2 separate regions of the Sus scrofa genome follow, and region 2 is linked to region 1. Evidence: chromatin contacts called from public Hi-C data. All regions are on one chromosome and are shown on one strand. Each heading gives the region's core, a stretch centred on a gene start, on an enhancer-like site or on the middle of the called end of the contact. The rest is flanking DNA. Distances are from core to core; before and after follow the strand shown.

What was found. A called contact is a pair of places that touch in the nucleus more often than the background predicts.
Region 2: a Hi-C map of retroperitoneal adipose tissue shows a contact between it and region 1, with 1.7 times the contacts expected there. The contact joins the enhancer-like site here to the promoter of PACSIN2 in region 1. A contact is called at or near these places in 2 of 5 promoter capture datasets (fetal liver and liver), 10 of 47 Hi-C or Micro-C datasets (alveolar macrophages, blood, embryonic fibroblasts and 5 more) and 2 of 2 datasets of contacts at active chromatin or transcription factors (alveolar macrophages and skeletal muscle).

The regions. Positions count from the first base shown.
Region 1 is chr5:5,849,634-5,856,518 of Sscrofa11.1, forward strand. It overlaps PACSIN2 (protein kinase C and casein kinase substrate in neurons protein 2), which reads left to right and starts at 3,744. Exons shown (of 11, transcript XM_021091423.1): 1 at 3,744-3,916.
Region 2 is chr5:5,954,135-5,961,019 of Sscrofa11.1, forward strand. All of the region lies in intron 3 of PACSIN2 (protein kinase C and casein kinase substrate in neurons protein 2), which reads left to right. Among named protein-coding and RNA genes, the nearest start is that of ARFGAP3, 37 kb to the right of the region's middle. Within about 2 kb of position 4,132, at least 9 of the 83 cell types and tissues checked have an H3K27ac peak or open chromatin away from gene starts, as enhancers often do. A contact at or near this core is called in alveolar macrophages and retroperitoneal adipose tissue, where this site is marked.

The sequences.
Region 1 (6,885 bases), core at 2,494-4,993:
TGCTTGGTATCTCTAAATATTAACAGGTGATGCAGGGCACATGTACTCGGGCCTTTAAAAAAAAAATCATCACATCTGTAAAAAGAGGACTTTTTACAAAATGCCAAGGGATCATGGAGTTCCCTGGTGGCCTGGTAGGTCACTTCAGTGGCTTGGGTTGCTGCTGTGGCTCAGGTTCAATCCCTGGCCCCCAAACTTCCCCATGCTGTGGCCTAGGCATGGCCACACCCCCACCTCCCAAAAAAAAAACCCCAAAGAGGTCTTTGAGAAACAATCAACAACCACTGACTGGGCCAGCTGTGTCCTAAGAGCATCACAGTTGTGATCTCAAGAATCCTTGCAGTTTCCCTAAGCACCACACTCTATGGTTATGCCCACTTCACAGTTGAGAAAACTGAGGAGATCTTGAGTGGCAAAGCAGACTGCCAGCAAATCACAGGGACTCACCGCTCAGCTGTAATACTCCAGCCAAGCAGAGCCCATCCCTCTTCCTGGACAGCAGGATTTCTTGCCTCTGGTTCTCTGACCTCATCCTTCCCATCCACCTTGGCTCAGTTAAACATCACTGCCTTCAGTGTTTCTGCCCTCCAGGGATCGCTGAGGTCTTTCACTGGGGAGGCCTCTTCTCAATCTGTGTCCTTGCTGGGTCTTCCTAGGTGCACAAACAGGACCCTGGTCCGTCCCTCCCTGAACCTACCCCATCCTCTGCCCTGCACATTCTCTAAACTTTGGGTGTAATTATCCATCAAGTGAACATCTGGGAGTGTCCCTCGTGGCTCAGTGGTCACAAAATGGACTAGGATGCGTGAGGATGACGGTTTGATCCCTGACCCTGCTCAGTGGGTTAAGGATCTGGCATTGCAGTGAGCTGCGGTGTAGGTGGCAGACACAGCTCAGATCTGGTATTGCTGTGGCTGTGGCATAGGCCAGAAGCTGAAGCTCTGATTCAGCCCCTAGCCTGGAAAATTCCATATGCCACAGGTGTGGCCCTAAAAGCAAAAAAAAAAAAAGTGAATATTTGTAAAAAATTTTGATTTTTAAAAAATTATGTGTAATTTTTTTGAGGGGGTAGCTGCACCCATGCCATGGGTAAGTTCCCAGGCCAGAGACTGAGCCTGAGCCACAGCTGTAATCAGGGCCACAGCAGTGACAGCGCTGGATCCTTAACCTGCTGAGCTACAAGGGAACTCTGATTTTTTGTTTTATTTTTTCCTTGAAAAAGGCATGACTATCACTGTATAAGAACTATATCTGGACATTTTAAATTTTTTGGAGAATGTTTTGTTCTCTGTGAAGGTATGTTTTAGCGTAGGTTGTCTGTTCATCCTGGCTGCTGAGTGGGAAATGGCTAATAAAGGACCCATCATCCTTTGCTCCAGATCCAGGCAATGGGCACATTTTGCAGGAATGAGGGAGAAAAATGACAGTGGCAGAGGGTGACCATGTTACCTGCTCAGACATTGAGCACTTGGACCTGCACGAGCAGAGCTGCTGTTACCTGTTTTGACTCATTTACTCTGTGCCGCAACCCTGGGAGGTGGGCTCTGCCACCACCCCCGTGTCAGACTGGGACACAGACGTACAGAGAGCTGCAGTGACTTGCCCACGTCCCCTCAGTGGGGAAGGAGCAGAGGGAGGACTGGGCTCCAGGCCTGTTTGGATCTGATGGGGGAGGCTGGATGCAACACTGGGAAATGTTTGCGGGGTCCAAGTTGGGATGCTCAGCAAGCTGGTGAGGGGGAGCTCTCTCCTTGGAAGAGCTGCCGGATCAGAGGTGAAAGTCCAAGCGTTGAGCAAGCGTCAAACTGGTGGTGAAAGAAAATGAAAGGAATTTTGTTTTTGCCTTTAGAAGGAAGAGGAGAGAAGAGAAGGGAGCCAGTGTGTAGAGGCTGCCTGGGTCATGTGGCCAGATAGTGACCTCTGGGCCAAGAGGCCCAAAGAGCTCAGGAGGTGTCCTGTGTTGCCAGGCAGTGGCAGGCTAGATGCCTCCTTTTGGGGTTCAGTCTGCAGGAATCCCTGCTAGCCTCACCGGTGGTGTGTATGAAGGGGCTGGTGTGAGTGTGTGCAAACAGAGACAAGGATGATGGCCAGGACCAGCGAGCGTGTGGGCAAGAGCAGGAGGCTGGAGGCAGAGGTGATGGGCACTAATTCAGAAACCATGGGAAAGACTCTGAATCGTCCCAGGGCAGGGAGCAGCAGTGCCCCCAGAATTTATGCAGACCTCAGAGGCCTGGGAGACCCCAGCTGATGGCTGGGCTCTGCACACACTGTTCTGGGTGTTCTGGGTGGCAGAGTGGCCCTGCAGGCTGAGCCCTAGAGGAAGGCAGTGACTTCTTGGCAGTGGCTGGTCCTTGCACAACATGGCGGTGCCTTTCTGGTTCATCTTTCTCACTTATCATCATTAACCATGATGCAGCAGAGCAAATACTTGATTTGTTTAAAGTATAGTTGATTTTTAATGTTTCAGGTGTGCAGCAAAAAGATTCAGTGATTCAGAATACATATATATTCTCATTTGTATGTTCTGACATATATATTCTGACATATATATATGTATATATATTATCTTTCAGAGTCTTTCCTATTGTAGGCTATGACAAGATATTTAAAACAGTTCCCTGGGCAAACCATACCCAGTCGGTTGTGATGGAACATGATGGAGGATAAGGTGAGAAAAAGATGATCTGGGTCCCTTTGCTGTTCAGTACAAATGGACAGAACACTGTAAATCACCTCTAATGGAAAAATAAAAAATCATAAAATTCAAAAAAAGTTGCCTATGCAATATAGTAGGTCCTTCTTGTTTATCTACTTTATATGTAGTAGTGTGTGTATACTTTAATCCCAAATTCCAAACTCATCCCCCCCCCCAAGAACAGATATACTTGAGAAAGGGGAAAACCACTGTTTCTTCTGTCCACGAGAAGAGTTCGCGTTCTTCTAGTCTTTACCTAAAGGTAGAAGCAGTTTTTAGAGGGTCCGACATTTTGAACGGGGCTTTTCCTTTTAACCCTTTAGTTTAAGCGTGTCCCGTGTTGCTGTACCATCCTCGTGATGGTATCAAGTTGGTGGTGTGGAACCAGTTCAGGCCTGGGGTCCGGCTGACCTGCGTTTCTAATCCTGGATCTGCCATTTATTTCCTCTATTCATGTAGAGCCACCCCCAGCAAGTTACCTGGCATGGGTTTCCTAAATCCTCGCGTGGGCTGTGTACACACACACACACACACACACACACACACACACACACACACACTCACTCACCACCCCCCACCTCTGGCCTGCTTAAGCTAAGCCGGCTCAAGTGGAATATATTCTTGCTGCGTGAATCTGACGAAGCCCTGAGGACCTTGGCTTCTGTGAATGCCGTAGGAGAGGAAACTTTCAGAATGTCTAACTTCCCTGAATTCCCAATCAAGTGCGGTGCTACCCTGGCGCGGCCCCCACCCTTGGGTGCCCGCAAAAACCGAAACACTCTGGCTCCGGGGAGTAAGCCTGGCGAATCACAGCTTTGGAGGGACTCCAGGAAAGTGACCCCGGCCGCCCTCTCCTCAGTTAAGTAGGCGCTCCCTATTTGATTGACAGGGGAAGTCGCCAATGACGCCCAGGGGAGGCCCCTTTGGCGCGCTAGGGGGCGTGCCACCTCCGAACTACTCTGGCCCAATCAGGGACGCCTACAGGGCCGTGGGGCGGGGCCCGGCGCCCTGCAGCCAATGGGGCGAGCAGAGCGGGTGCGGCGGGGGCGGGGCGCTCTGGGCTGGCGGCAGAAGCGGCAGCGGCTGGGTAGGGCAGGGCTGGGTAACGCGGCCAGAGCGAGGGCGGGAGCCGGGCCGGAGCCGGAGTCGGAGCCGGGGCAGGAGTCACCGTCGCGGCTGGAGCGGAGTGAGCGGCGTGTTGAGAGGCGAGCGGCGGCCGAGGTGAGGGGCCCACCGCGACGGTTGGGGCGCCGCGGACGGACGCGGGGCGCTGGTCGGCGGCCGGGCCCGAGCCCTGTCAGGCCGCCGCGGCGCGGCCGCGCTCCGCGCCCGAGGGCAGCCTCAGGGGCCGCGCCGGCGGCGCGCGAACTTCCTGTCGCTGTGGGAGGGGGTGTGTTCAGGGGCCACTGCGTTCAGGGGACGTCGGGGGGGCCGAGGGAGGGCGCCCGAGGGCGCGTCGCGGGGCGTCCGGAGGGCGGGTGGGGTGCTTGCGGGAGGCGGGGGCCGGGCGTGCGGGGTTGGGGCGGCGGCGGCGCCGCGGAGGAGCGGACGAGTTCTCGAGTGAGGGCTTCTGGAGGGAGAAGTTGGGGAGCGGGGCCCGCGGGGTCAGAGGGCTGCTGCGGAAGGGCAGGTGGGAGCCCTGAGGAGAGACCTAGCGAGGGGAGGCGGGGAAGTCGAGGGGTGCCGGGGTTCCCTGGGGGAAGCGCGGGCAGGCGCGGGAGGCTGGGGGAGCCGCGTGGGAGCCGAGGGGCCGGGTAAGCGCCGGCGAGAGGAGGGCAGGGCTGGGTCCGAGGGTGGCCTGGAGGGGCGGAGGCGGCCCGAGCAGCCCGGACACATATGCGGATGCGCTCATTTGGGGCCCTTTGATGACCGTCGTCCATTTCCTTCCTTCCCACCCTCCCCTCCCTCTCCAGGCTCAATGTTGTAGGTGAGGCGGGGGCGGGGAGGGGGGTGGGGGGTGGCCAGCCCCTTTTGCGAGCAGGTCCTGGGGCTGGGGACGCAGGCCGGAGAGGCTGGTCGCCCCTGGGAGTTTTCCCAGATTGTCGTTTGGAGCAACGTGAGCGCCCTTCCTCCCGTAGGGTTCCGAGCCTGCCGGGGCATCCGGAGAGGCCTGGAGCGGAGAGGGGGTGCTTTCTGCTGCTCAGTTTCAGTGGCTCAGTTGGGTTTTTAGCTCCAGGAGCTGAAAACGCTGGTTTTCTGTTTTAGACGGAGGTGGTCGGGGGGCGAGCAGCGCTGCCTCCTGGGGATCCCACGGAGCTGCAGCCTTTGAGGATGCTGCTCTTGGGTTGGGTGCCTGAGGGAAGGTGGCCTTCAGGTGGGGCGTGTGTGTCCCTGGGTCTTGATTTCTCTCTTTTACCTCAACTGTCCTGTGTTTTTGTGGTTAAGGAGGGCTGGCTGCTCAGAGTCTCCACGACTACTCATTACACTGTTTACCAAACACTCCCTGGCTGTCCTGATGAAAATCAGGAGACCAGCCCAGAGAATTTAAACCTAGGTTGCAAGCGGTGAGCTCACAAAAATGCCTTCCTTTCTCTGCAGTTGCTTCCTCTCCAGTTATCCCACTGTGCTGAAGTTCTGTTTTAACTCTCCCAGGATTGTCAGGTTGGAGCCAGGGCAAGGGAACCAACCCTTCTTCCCCTTCTTCCCTGAAGGTTATTACTATTATTTTTTAAATGTTATGGCTGCACCTGCAGCAAATGGAGGTTCCCAGGCTGGGGGCTGAATCGGAGCTGCAGCTGCCAGCCTACACCACAGCCACAGCAATGCTGGATCCTTAACTCACTGAGCTAGGCCAGGAATCGAACCCACATCCTCATGGATACTAGTCAGGTTCATTACTGCTGATCCACAGCAGAAACTCTCATTCTGTGAAAGTTCTTATTCTACTTGATTCCCAGTCCCGCCTGGAGCCTCTCCATAGAGGCATTGAATGGGAGCCAGTGCAAGTGGGGTTTCTCTGGATTCACATGGGAAACAATAATCTGTGTGCATTTAAACTTAATTCTAGAGTTTCACAGTCTCCTTAATGAGGTTCTGTTAGTTGAGATATGAGCCCACTGCATCAAAAACTTTTCTGTCGTGTGTTTTCCTTCTGACAATTGTCTTGAAGCTTTAAAGAAATTGGCCGTTAAACTGGTGATATTTAGTACTTTGGAAAGTAATGTAGCACAGGAGTGGATGAGCGACTAGGTCTGCACTCTTAATCCACTTTTTTTGGAGAAGAGTAAAAACTCATTTGGATGGAAATGTCATTCTCAGCTCATGCTTTTGGGGAACTGGAACTTTATTACTTTTAGTTTCAAATTATAAGATGTAGGTCATAATATTTAAACAGTCTAAAAGTATGCATTTGTAAAAAATAGTATCTGGGGTTTGAACACAGCTTGCTGCTGTTGGCTTTCCCCCGTCCTGGATGCCCTGTCTAGATTTTTGATGGCCAGGCAGTTTCTGGGATGGGAGCTGAAGGACATTTGTCCTTAATTTTCTCATTTCTTTATTCACTTGGAAGTCTGTGCAGACCAAGTTAAGGACATGATGCTCAGATTTCCCTTCTGGTCTGGTCATCAGTTGATTATAGGATATTATGGAATATCAAAAAGATGACACAGATGTCTTAGTAATAGTAACAGCGCCTTGTCTCTAGAGATCACAATAGCATTTAGCAAGCGCTCTCCCCCTCACCTAAACCTCGCATCTGGCTTGGCCTGCCTTATCTGCCATCACATTGTACCCGTGGCTTTGTGGAGGCCACCCTGTAGATTATTTGGGTAATGACCACATTCACGTGAGCGATAGTGCTGGCTCAGTTTTTTTCCAATTAGGTTGTTTGGAAGTGCAGCTGCATGCCTGAAGGCAGCACAGCCATGCCTTAGTTACGAAGTCAGTTTGCATTCCACAGGTGGAGACCTTTCCTTATGGACCTGGAATGATTCTTCACATACCTGAAAGCATGTCAGTGCCTGAAACCTGTTTCCTGATAGGCCTAGTGGTGGTCCCTGGGATGGCTGTGTAGGAATTCCGTCAGATTTTTAGTTTTCAGATGATTGTGCTATACTGACTAGAGACAATCTTAAAAAGAAGAGTTTTCAAAGTATTTTGTACAATGCAACATTCTTGGCGTATGTATATTTCCAAAGGTAACTATTTGAGGGACAGTGGCCATCTAAGAGCACAAGTTTTGATATTTTGAT
Region 2 (6,885 bases), core at 2,882-5,381, 100 kb after region 1:
GTGCCAGGACTAGTTTGGGTCAGAGTTGAGCCAGAGCGTGCAGACCAGGCTCAAGGTGGCTGGAGATTGAAGCTGTTAATAAACAATAGCAGCGGCAGGGCCCTGCCAGGTAAACCGCCTCACCGTCTTTTGAGAATGGGAAGCCCCAGGAGGTCCGGGCTCGTCCAGGCAGGCTTCAGGGCAGCACTGAGTGAGGAGCTCCTAGACCTCTGTTCCAGGGCAGGGCCAAGCGGGAGCCCATTTGGGGGAGCTGGAAGGTAGCTGGGAGAGCTAGACGTGGAATCCTGCAGAAGCGAGGACGGCCGGAGCAGAGTTTGAGAGCAAGGCACAGAGTCCATGGCTCTCCAGGACACCTCTTCCGCCTTGGTGTTTTCAAGCACGCGTCACAGGTTTCACAGCCCTAAGCCTGACTGTTTGGAAAGGAGGTTCAGAGGAAGGGTTGGGGTAGGTCATAAGAGGAGCGTCTGAGACAGGGGACCCTGCTGAGCAGGTGTGTGCCGGATATGACATCTGCTGAGCGCCCCGCAGAGAAGGTGGATGGGGAAGTAGTGACACTGAAAGGCCCCGTTTCCCCAGTCTCCTGACCTGCCTGGAGACGGGAGACTCAGAGAGCAGCTAACTCGGACGCTGAATTTGACAGACAGCCTTGTAAGTGCCTCAAGGACCTGTGCGGCTCTCCTGCTTGTTTGTGTGGGCAGAAGCGGTAGCTGCTCGTGTGTCATCCGTGAAGTCCGTATCTGGAGATATGCTGAGAGTTGATTCTTTGTGGAGAGAGCTCAAGGAACTCCCTCAATTAAGAACTCAGTAAATAAGAGTTCTTGCCGTGGCGTAGCGCTGTAGCAGCTCAGGTCACTGTGGAGGTGCAGGTTCGATCCCTGGCCTGGCACAGTGGATTAAAGCATCCTGCGTTGCCGCAGCTGCAGCTCTGGTTCAGTCCTAGGCCTGGGAACTTCCATATGCCGCAGGTATAGCCATAAAGTTTAAAAAAAAAAACCCACCTCAGTAAATAAAGTCTCATGATTTACTTCATTCCCCGTGCTTCTAGCTGGGCGCCCAGCAACTTCTCAGTCTCCTCCTGTCTACATGGAACAGAATCTCTGCTCCCAGCACCACTCAGACATTGAGAGGATATTACTAGGTGCCCTCTGTGTGCCTGGCATGGTGGATGGAGAAGAAGAAAGATGTAGACCTTGCCCTCAAAACCTACCGTGCCAACCACATTTTGCATGTGACAGCAGACGTGGAGGCAGAGTAACAAGGGAGGCACGAACTGCCTGGCAGAGGGACCTTCATGGAGCGGGCGGCGTCCCCCATGGTCCGTGGGCCTCAGCACCCTCCCTCGGACCCTCAGAAAGCGACCTTGCCCCAGAGTTCCTTCAGCTCTTGCCTCAAACATCGCTTCCTCCAGGCAGCCCCGACGTCTGCAGTGCTCCTTCCAGAACTTGTCACGTCTGTAATTGTGACTTGAGCACAAGTCCCACAGCAGTGGGGACCGCAGTGGTTGTTCACCACTGCATCCCCTGCATCCCCTAGTCTCGCACGGAGTCCTTGGCACACAGTAGGTGTTTGTCACACAGTTGTGGGTGTCAAGAGGGTTGAGAAAAAATTGAGTTGCGAGTGTTTTGGGAGGCAGCCAGCCGGTGGCGGCGTTGGCAGACTGTTCAGTTAGAAATCCTGGAATCGTGGCGGTCGTCTATTCCTGTCCTCTCTCTTCATTTTGTGTCTGAACGGACGATGAGGAAATGGCCTTGTAAGTGACAGCCCCCCAGGCTAAGAGCACGTCTGACTGGAAAGGAACCCAGCCTATGCTGTGAACTCGCCAAGCCCTTGTCCTCACAGAATCAGCCCAGCTCCACTGTGCAGCCGAAGGCGTGGAGATGCAGGCAGAGACCTGGTGGGAAGGGGCAGAGGGCAGGCGGCCTCCTGGGGGGCCGTCGCCCACCTCCGCAGGGCTGTAATTAAGGGTCCCTGAAGGCTTGTCTTTCATCCTTGTCTTTGAAGCTACTTGAGAAGATCCCCGGGCTTCTGGCCACACTGGGAAGCTGTGGATAAACAATTTGTCTCTGACACAGAGCACTGCCTGGAGGGTCACCAGAAGCTTGTCCTTCTTGTCCAGCCAGGTCGGCACAGCTGGCTCACTCTTGAACCTGCCTCCCCAGGGTGTAGAGGGAGCAGTTGTGCTGCCTGGGCTTTACCAGGTTAAAGGACACGAGCTTTCTGAGAGTGAATCAAGGTCGGCTCTGGCACAGGGTCTTAGTTCCCAGGCCGAGGGCCTGGCATGAGCCTCTTCAGCACGCGGAGGCATCAGGAGCGTCCAGGAGTGGGGTCACACAGTGACCCACAGGCTCGAACTCTGTCTGTGCCTTTCCTGGAACCTGCAGAGCTGGTTGGAAACACACACATCACCTGATAGTGACCTTTTAAGTCTTGGCTCTAACACTCGCCCTGTTCTCAGCCCGAGGAAGATTCTGGAAGGTGGAGTCTGCCTCCTTTCGGCTGCATGATTATGAGTGACTTTGCCTCTTCAAATCTGTTTCCTTTTCTGTAAAATCCCACTGCCTTGGGATCATTACAAGATTAAATGAGGTGACATGTAGAGCTGTCAGCCCACAGCCTGGCATCAATTATGATGCTGCTGCTGATGAAAAATACTGTGCTGTGCTTGTTACCAGGAGGCTTGCAGTCCAGCTGGGGCAGGGAGGCTAACGGCACGATTGTGACCCATGGGGACAGTGTTTGGAAGGGCCCTTGTGGTCCCCAGGTGGACCAGCCAGCAGGACGCTACGGCAGGGGACTGGTGTCGCCTGTCTGCTAGCGCAGGCGATCCAGGCGCGCCCTCTTGGTGGTGTGGCAGGTGTCAGGGGTGCCTCCGTGGGGAAGACCAGCCACCGAGCCTTAGCAGGGAGCCGGGATTGGGGCAGGTAGGCGAACGCGTTCAGCACCACCTCCCTGCCTTTGACACCTGAGCCACTCCCCGTTTCTAAGGTTACGGCATTTGTGTGCGCCTGTGTTCTCGCGTAGGTGTCATCCTTGCTTATGTGCCAATATTTTGAATTCATGTCGAGGCATCCTGTGCCCTGTTGTTCCGTTTCTCGTTCCGCTTCTCTGTCTTTCTCCTCTCGGCACTGTCAGTGAGATCTCTTCCGTTGCAGTGTCTACACAGTCCTGCCTGTCCTTTTTGTTGCCACACTGGGGTGCCCCCCAGGTGCTCCATGATCTGAGCCAGCATTTCTTTGGGGATAAAACTCAGGAGCAACGAGGCTGGGTCCTCCTGGGGCACGTGTCTGCTCCCTGCCTTCCTGCCTGGTGGTCACAGGCCCGCCCCTGGCTGTTTTCCCACCCGCGTGGCTCAGTAGGGGGTCCTCAGTGCGCAGCTCCACCCTACGCTTGGCCCTTCCTGCTCTCCCGAGTGCCCTCTGTGGGGGGCAGAGCTGTGTCGCTCTTTTCGTGGGCATTCCCCCAAGTCCCACGAGTGTGAGCCCTTCGCTCAGGCCGTTAGCCCCGTGACCTTCCGCTTCTCTCGCGGGTCACCACTCGTATCTGTGCGCATCTTCCTGCAGGCCTCTCAGTGTTGATGGGTCGGGCTTCCTGAGATAGTTCAGATTTTAGTCCCATGTCACTTTAGACAATTTAAGCAGATTAGGAGACAGTATTTGAATCTGTTAACTTTGTCTGTGTTACTGATTTCTGAACAGAAATCCTTAATTTTTGAGGTAATAGTTTATTTACACACACACACAACTGTGTGCCCACATATCCTTATAGCTTCTACTTTTGAAATTTTGCTGAGGGGTCCTGCCCTGCCTATATTTTTTTCTAGCTGCATCAGGGTTTTACCTTTCACATTTTTATTGAGGGCCTGCTGAGAGCCAGTGAGCGGGAGGCGGTGGAAGAAGCGGTGGGTAAGGAAGACAAAGGCCCAGCCCCTTGGGACACAGTTGGAAGGCGTGTGGGTCGACCTGCTGTGTGCTGTGGGCTCTGGTCTGCACAGGCCCGGGCCGGCGGGAGGTGAGGCCATCCAGGGGCAGGGTGGTCTGGGGCACAGGCCTAAGAGCACCCTCTGTGTGAGGGCTACTGCTCCCTCCCTCAGTTGTGCATCAAGGCAGCAGTGAGACAGCCAGAACCTCCTGGGGTACCTGGGGGCGTCCAGGGAGTCCTAGGATTCTTCGTGACATTAAGGTGAGCCACGCAGGACGAGGTTCGTGCCGAGGCCGCAGGGGGAGGGAGAGCCCAGCTCCCTTCTCACCTGGCCTCTGGTTTCACCCTGGGACTTTGGTTGTGGTCAGTGTTTTGTCTGTGAGGTGGTCACCGACCGAAGAGGAGGGTAAAGGACTAACGTGGACGGTGTGTGTGTGTGAAGTGGTTGGTGCGCGGCACCGTGTAGGTCCCCTGGCCAGACCTTGGTCCTGGTAACTGGTGGCCCTGGGGGCCAGTGGGTGGGGCTCAGAGGAGCTACATGTCTGCATTCACGTTGCCTCCCATCCCTCTGGGATCCCGGGGGTCCCACTGACCTGCTTCCCCATCCGCTGGCTTTCCTGCTGCCTTCGGCCGCTCTGTTCCGCAGACAGAGTTGGCAAAGGTAAGCAGCTGGAAGGCCAGAGAAGCAAACGTCTCCTGCATCCTTGTGGGCTGCGTCCCAGACTGTTCACACCCAGGGGCTGAATGAGGAACTGGTGGGACCTGTTTGAACAGTCCTTCCCAGCACCCCGTAATTATAAACCCGCTGGCTTTTAGGCAAAGCCCACTGTCTCCGCTCTGGTTCTCAGTTACACAGACGTTTCTGCCAAGGGGTCCCTGCAGCTCCAGCCCCAGACTCGTCCTAGCTGGCCGTGAAACCAAGGCTTGTCTTCCACTGGGTTCTGGGGCCCAGGCAGAGGGGAGCCAGAGGAAGGATGAGGGTGAGACTCACAGGCGGCCAGGAAGACGGCGGGCAGCCCCTGGCCTCTGGGCATAGGCGAAGGGCATCGTGGGTGGAAAGAGGGTAGAGCGACTCAGATTGCCAGGAGACAGCAGAACCAGCCGGGCAGAGCTTGGTGGTTGGGTGGAGGGAGGAGGGAGAACCGTCTCTGGAAGAATCCGGGAAGGAGGTGGCTCCGTTCTTTCTGCCACATAGGCCCGGCCTGCAGGAACCGCCACCTGAGGTCCCTGGGAGCTGGGATCCTGCTACCTCTGTCCTGCCCCCGTCTGCCACCTAGAGGACAGAGCCGTTCCTTTCTCCTGCTGTGCCTCAGAGGCAGAGGCTACTCGTACTGTCCCTCCAGGGGCTTTACCTCCTGAACCCCACCCGTCCCTCCCGGAGCACTGCCCCCTTCAGGGTGAAGCCTTTTCACTGTCTGACCCCACCTCCCAGGCCACCCACTGCATCCAGCCCCCAGCTAGCCCAGTCACCCCTGCATTCCTAATGGCTTCTCCCCGAGCCCAGGTCTCCGTGTTGTCTCACTTTCTTCATTTTGCCAACACTGTCTCTGCCTGGAGTCACTCCCCTCACCTCGCCGTCAGTCTGTCCAGCTTCCCACCTGTCCGTGCAAACTCACTTTGGATGTTGCCTCCAGTATACCTGCCCCCCCCCCGCCCCTTCCCTCAGCCAAGTGGTTCCTGGGGGAGAGTAGGGGCTTCCCACCCTGCACCCAGGCACTTGCATGTTGAGCATCTGTCTTCAGCACCATGGTATCTGAGGGGGTGAGCCTGAATTTAGAGAAAGTTAGAAACGTAGACGGCTTCAGACCTAGTTTTCAAAATGGACATTTTATGAACAAAGCAATTGATTAGTATTGGAAGAAAGCGTGTTTATTTTCAGTTCCTACATGAAGTTATCTGCCATTTGGCCAATTCAAAACAAGCTAGTGTTTTGAAAAGTAAGAGAGGAGCGTTTTAATTATAAAACCAATAAAGCAGAAATAGCTAACTATACACATCCTGACTTTAATGTATCATCCATTTAACATATATTTGAAATCAATTTCCTTGCATTTTAAAAACCAGTCATTATACCTCAGTTTTAAAAAAGACAAAACACTCTACCATAGAAGCCATGTGGTTGGCAAATAGCAGCAAGAAAAGATGCTCAGTATCATTAGACACGAGGAAATCACAAATTAAAATCACAGTGAGTTATTTCTGTATATGAAACAGAATGGCTAAAATGGTTTTTGTTAAAACTGACAATAGGGAGTTCCTGTCTTGGCTCAGTGGTTAACGAACCCAACTAGCATCCATGAGGACACAGGTTTGCTCCCTGGCCTTGCTCAGTGGGTTAGGGATCTGGCGTTGCCGTGAGGTGTGGTGTAGGTCGCAGATGCGGCTCGGATCCCGAGTTGCTGTGGCTGTGGTGTAGGCCAGCGGCTACAGCTCTGATTAGACCCCTAGCCTGGGAACCTCCATTGCTGTGGATGCAGCCCTAAAAGACAAAACAAACAAACAAACAAACTGACAATGCCAAGTGCTACTGAGGATGCAGAGCAATTAAAATTCCTGCACTGCTGATGGGAGTGCAAAGTGGTCCAGCCACTTTTTCATATAAAGTTAGACGTACACTTACCAGATGGCAATTCCACTCCTAACTATTTGCCCAAGAGAAATGAAAACCAATGTCCACACAAAGACCTATAGGTAATGTTTCTAGCTTCTTTGCTTATAATTGTCCCAAACCAAAAACAACCCAAATGTCCTTCAACAGAATGAAAAGGTAAACAGATGGTGGTATATTCTCACAATAGAATACTGTTTCGCAATGAAGTGGAATGAATCACTGATGTAGGAAACAGTATAGGGCAGTCGCAAAAGCCTTACAGTAAGTGACAGAGCCAGTTACCAAAGCCAGGTTACATACTATGTGGTCTCCGCTTATTCTGGACATCTTGGAAAAGGGACAGAAGTCAGGTTAGT